2 separate regions of the Rattus norvegicus genome follow, and region 2 is linked to region 1. A link is a contact called in public Hi-C data. All regions are on one chromosome and are shown on one strand. The core of a region is the stretch at or near the end of the contact, and the rest is flanking DNA. Distances in the headings are between cores, read along the strand shown.

Evidence for each region. A called contact is a pair of places that touch in the nucleus more often than the background predicts.
Region 2: a Hi-C map of psoas muscle shows a contact between it and region 1, with 2.6 times the contacts expected there. The contact joins the promoter of Nacc2 here to the enhancer-like site in region 1. A contact is called at or near these places in 2 of 12 Hi-C or Micro-C datasets (liver and psoas muscle) and 1 of 1 datasets of contacts at active chromatin or transcription factors (oligodendrocytes).

Annotation. Positions count from the first base shown.
Region 1 is chr3:29,289,580-29,292,438 of GRCr8, forward strand. All of the region lies in intron 2 of Nacc2 (NACC family member 2), which reads right to left. Among named protein-coding and RNA genes, the nearest start is that of Ubac1, 45 kb to the left of the region's middle. Within about 2 kb of position 1,357, at least 29 of the 93 cell types and tissues checked have an H3K27ac peak or open chromatin away from gene starts, as enhancers often do.
Region 2 is chr3:29,343,408-29,346,266 of GRCr8, forward strand. Nacc2 (NACC family member 2) reads right to left here and starts at 1,367. Exons shown (of 6, transcript NM_001100533.1): 1 at 1,295-1,367. LOC103691752 (a long non-coding RNA gene) reads left to right here and starts at 1,380. Exons shown (of 4, transcript XR_001837060.2): 1 at 1,380-1,508.

The DNA.
Region 1 (2,859 bases), core at 107-2,606:
CTTCAATCACCACCTAGGCTACAGGGTGGTGTTATATCCGACTCTAGAGAATTACTCCCAGAGGAGACTGGACATTCACACATTCTCTCTGTCTCTCTCTCTCTGTCTCTGTCTCTCTCTGTCTCTGTCTCTCTCTGTCTCTGTCTCTCTCTCTCTCTTTGTCTCGGTCTCTCTCTCTCTCTCTCCCTCTCTCTCTTTCTCTCTCTCTCTCTCTCTCTCTCTCTCTCTCTCACACACACACACACACACACACACACACACACACAGACCTCAGTGGGTTCTGATAGTATCAGGGTGTGCTGGAAGTCTTGTCTAGTCATCCCTGTGCCATCCCCCTCCCCCAAGAGGACTGTGAGCTGAGGGGAGATCCTGTGATCACATGAGGTTTCCTGTGTCCCCGTCTCAGTACCAGGAGACTTAAGTCTCCCATCATTCAGGACTGGTCCCAGTGGTATCAATGTCACTTCCACATTTCCCAGGCCAGGTGACAAGGCTCTGGTTTCTAGGACCGAGCACGGTAGGGCGAGGGCACGAGAGACATGGTTAGCTATGAAAAGCTGACTGACCACTGGCTGAAGTGGAGTCACTTCCTAGTCTTGGCAGAAAGCTCTGCTATAGGTGTCCCTAGACACTCAGGCGTCTCCAGGATCGGTGACCTATCTCCCTTGGGTTACACCACGGAAGCAAACTGGATACCTGTGGTCACATGATACTGTGGGTAGCATTCCAGGACCCTTAACGTGGCCACCCAGGAAGGCGGCTAAGTCAGTTATCAAACCCCATAGAATCAAGAAGAAAATGTGGATGTTGTGTAGGGAAGCTGTCAGTTTGGGAAGAGTTCTGTGGATAAGAGCAATGGCTGAACAGTATAAAGATGCCACTGAAAATGACTGCAAATTATCACAGGGTACTATAAGCACATTGAAAAGGAGGAGGCAGTGGCTGGACATGGTGGCTCGAGCTTGTGATCCTGACACTTGGCAGAGACAGGACCATCAGGAACTCAAGGTCATCCTCAGCTACATAGCAAATTAAGGGTCAACTTCATGAGGTCCCGTGTGTGAAAAAGGAAAGGAGCAGCAGCAAAGAAAGTACTTTGGGTGTAGTTTAGTGGTGGAGCATGTTTAGCTGGGATAAGGCCCTGGGTGCCTTTGCCAGCACCAGAAGGCGGCAGAGGAAAGTAGGCGGCATGGAAGGCGGATGGATCCCATTGACTGTTTTCTCCCCACAGGATCTGCCCTGGGGAGGGTACCAGCAGGAGCTTCCCTCTCCCCAGCCTCTCCTACCCCATCCACAAACGCCCTTGGATTCCCTTTCAGAAGCAGCATGACAACCCCACTGCTGGAACCCCATCAGGAAACCAGGCCAATGCAGACGGCTGCCAGTGGGCAGAGCCACTCAGGTCAGAGCTACTGCGCAGACTAGATGCACACACCACCCCCTCGAAATTCAGAATCGGAAAACAAACCTTAGTCTTAACTATGAGTGGAGTAAAGGAGCCCGGGGTTAGAGAAAACGGCTGACTCACACCTCAGAAGACTCCCTGTACCTATACAGCTGAGTCATCAAGAGCACGGGGCAGTCAGACAGGCAGCTCATCACAGAGCCCCACAGACCACGCCAGTCAACCAGTCAGCAGAGCAGGCCCAGGCCTCTCACAGCCACCCCAAACCAAGCCAGGGCAGCTCTCAGTCTGTACAAATCCTTAAAAGAAGCAGAAACGTGAGGTTTGCAGAATGGAAACAAAAAACGAAACAAAACCAAATCCTGTGTGAAGAAGCAGGGTGGCTACAGACAGGAGGGAAGAAAGAAAATTTCAACACTTCGAAACAAAAACAAACAGCCGTGTGAGTAGGCAGAGGCAGGTGGATTTCTGAGTTCAAGGCCCGCACAGTCTACAGAGTACAGGTTCCAGGACAGCCAGAGCTACACAGGGAGAACAACACAAACCCTGGAGAGATGGCGCAGGGATTAAAGCACTGGCTGTTCTTCCTGAGGTCCTGAGTTCAGTCCCTAGCACCCACATGGTGGTTCACAACTGGCTATCACCATAACACACAGCTCTAACCATAATCCCATGAATTCCAATATCCCCTCTGGTGTGCCAATGTACACCCACACACATGGATAAATAAACATTTAAAAACAGAACCATGCCCCATGTAGAAGGATTTATGGAAGAGAACCTGCACTGGGAAAGCGCTGGCTTAACATTCCATCAGGAAATGCACATTGAAACCACAATGGAATCCTATCCCGTTCTTTGAAGCCATGAGGCTGTGTGCTGATAAAGGTGGAACCTGGCATCCTTGTGGTGTTGGTGAATTCACACTGGGAGCCACCTGGGAAACCGGTGTCACGGAGGCTCCAAGTGGGAGACCAGGAAAAACGAACATGGTCCACCTCTGCAGGCCTCAGCGTGGCACTAACGGTCATTCCCGTAAAGGACGCCACCTGAACACAGCGGTCTTGGGTCCACGGATTTACAGCGATGAAGAGCAGGCAGCCTGCAGGGGAGGCCTCGGTAACTGATGGCAGGAAGGCAGGGTGTGGGAGATACTGCTTGTGTACCCAGGCAAGGGGGGCCCCTCACATGCCTGATCTTCCACAGAGCACTGTGCCCCCGACTCCTGCCCAACACCAGCCAGGCCTGGATCATCAGCAGTTCCTGGCTCAGGAACTTAAAGGTTGAAAGGTTAAGGATGCCTCGTGTGGCTCTCTTTCCTCTGGGTACCATGTCTTTACCCACTGCAGGCTCTGTGGTTTGGTTGGCTCTGTCTGGGTTGGCTCAGCACAACCTGCTAGATAGTGGCCTGTCATCTTATAAGGGCATAACACACATGGGACTTACCCAGTACA
Region 2 (2,859 bases), core at 117-2,616, 54 kb after region 1:
CTCAACTGTGCAATGAAAAGTCACAGCTAACCCTCCCAGGACATCGTCTTTAAAGACCACAGTGTGCAGGGCACCATGGAACATCCTGCTCTCACCCTTCATCAAGACAGAAACAAAAGGGAGTAGCAGTCAAGAATTTCTAGACTAGGACAGAAAAGGAAACCAGAGGCAGAAGAGCAGGACCAGAGGGCTGCACCAGGGAGGACCAGAACATGAACGCGCACACACGAATATGCACATGAATTGCTTAGAAGGAAGGGCTTTACTGGACCAAGAACCCAGCCAGGCCAGCCAGGATCATGGCCCAGCCCCCTCCACCTTAGACGGACTCAGCCGCAACACTCCTCAGAGCTACACCTGAAAGCTAATATAGGGCCCAACAAACACCTCCATCCAGAATCTCCAAGGAGAGGGAGTAGGGCACAGTGGGTGTGCCGGTGAGGTCAGCTCCCGGGAGCAAAATGGGGGGGGGGGGGCACAAACCCTAGGGTTCAAGAAGCACCAGGAGGAGATCAGCAATAAGCAGCGCGGAACAGATCTGCCCATGAAATGCAGGGCTGAGGCGACCCCAAAGGCTCCTGTAACATATGCACAAGAGAAGCGGGAACCGAGTCCCAGCCTCGAGCGAAAAAACCGTGAAGACTGCCAATCTCACCTCCCTCAGCCCACACACCCTTGAGTTTTCTTGGAGAAGAGTCCGGAGACATGAACAACTTTGAGATGTAGAAAAAGGGACAAGCCAAGAGCCCCCTCCCACTGCAGCGAAACCCAGTGTCTCTCAAAGTTGGAGTTGGCACCGGAGAAAGGGAGGCAGTGACGACCACTGGCACCAAACGGCCCACCTAGCTAGGGAAGACGGTCGCGGGCCGAATCTGATGCGCAGACGCGCTGCCTCTGACCTGGCCGGCCAGGAGGGGTGTGTCCCCTGCGCCCTGGCCAGAGGCCAGTGTCATCGGGGCTTCCCCTCCTGTGCGGGACGAACCGGGGTCTCCCGTGGCCAGACGACCCCAACGGGAAAGGAAGGCGCTAGCGCGCCCGGAGTGCCAGCTTTCGCCGAGCTCGGGCCCGGCTTTGGGCCGGGACACCTCGGCGAGCCGGCCTCTCCGCCCTGGGGCCAGCGCGCAGCTTCAGCGCGGCCCGCGCCCCACTCGGCCGCACCCCGGGCGCGCGGCGGGCACTGCGGCAGGCGGCGGGTGCGCAAGTTGGGCGGCCGCGCCGCGGAGTTTGCGGGAAGTGCGGGCGGGACGACTGGCCCGCGGCGGAAACGGCGCGACGCGCGCCAAGTTGGCCGTACCTGCGGGCACCCGGCCCAGTCCGGCCTGGGCAGCTGCGGCGCCGCCCGCGGCAGGAAGTGCTCCGGCGTCCCCGAGCTCCGGCGCCCGCGGACTTTCTCCGACCTCGCCCAGCACCGGCGGCCGCACCGCGGCGGGGGCGGGGCGCGGGGGAGGCGCCCGCGGGCTGTTTAAAGGGACAGAGCGCCGACCGCGCGCGCGCGCACTCGTCGCCAGGTGGGCGCGGGAGTGGGAATCCAAGAAGGGTCGGGTGGGAGATCTGGAGAGTTGCTGCGCCGTGCCTTCAGGTCGCTTAGCGTCCGAGACTGCACCGGGCACCGAAGGGGATGGGATCAGTGGCCGAACAGGAATAGGACCTGGGGCACCGAGCCTCAACCTTTTAATTTCCCGTGGCCGCATTTGCACCCACCGGCCTTGGATGGGAAATTGCGTGACTGAGCAGCCTTGGAATAAGTACCACCGGGCCCTGGTGCCTGCTGCCCACCGACTTACAGCCATGTAGAGGAGGCTCTGGCAGTACTTCAGGCCCAGTGGGATTCAGGCTTCAGGCGTGTCAGTGTCTCCAGACATGGTCAACTGTGCTCTCTGTTTGCTCGAGGCCACGTTCTCATGGACAGAGATCTGGTTTTAAGTCAAGTGCTTAGAAATAAAACCGGCCACGCACCTCAACCTCAAAGTAACCAGGAGCCCCCTTGATTGCCCTCCCAGCCTGAGTCCTTGTGAGTGCTCAGGCACTAGCACCTTGCAAGGGTCGCAGCCATTTTGACCTTATGCTCACACAAGGGTGCTTGCAGAAAGAATGGCAGCAGGAAAGAGGTCATGAGCAAGGTCACTAGGGAGGAAGGGCATTAAGTGAATAAAAGTTGGCCCATCCCTCCCAAGACCTTAACTGCTGGCTAAGGTCATTATTAGGCATTTGCTTGGCAGAGCATCTCAGACCCTGGCTTCAATCTTTGTCCATGCTTTGTGGTCATAACTGACTCGTAGCCTAAACTTGGCTTCAGCTCTGCTTCTAGAAAACACTTCCTACACCCCAAACCCTACCCTGACCACACAGACACACACACACACTCACAAAGACACACACACACACACACACACACACACACACACAGTAGCTCAGCCCACCAGGAAAAAGTATATGGAACCTTATAACTTTCCCCAGAACCCCACTTAAATCTAAATTTGGTCCCAGGTCCAAACCCCGACCCCCACACTGTCAGCCTATTGATGGCTGTCTGCTATATTCAGGGAAACTGAGGAAAAGGAGCAAGAGTCTACATGCTGGAGACCCTCTACCACACGTGGCTGAGCTAGAAGTAACTTGGCTAAGCAAGCCGGCAGGAAGCACCAGCGATGATGCTTTCCTGCTACCTACTCCACACAGGTGAGTGGGAGCAAGGCTTTACCAAGCCTGAGCCAGGCTGGAGACGGTAACCACAGAGGATTCCTTCAGGCTCCTAACTTTAAATACCAGCTCCAGTGCCTTTATTCCCAGCACTTGGGAGGCAGAGGTAGGAGGAGTTCGAGACCAACCTGGTCTACACGGTGAGCTCCAGGAAACCAG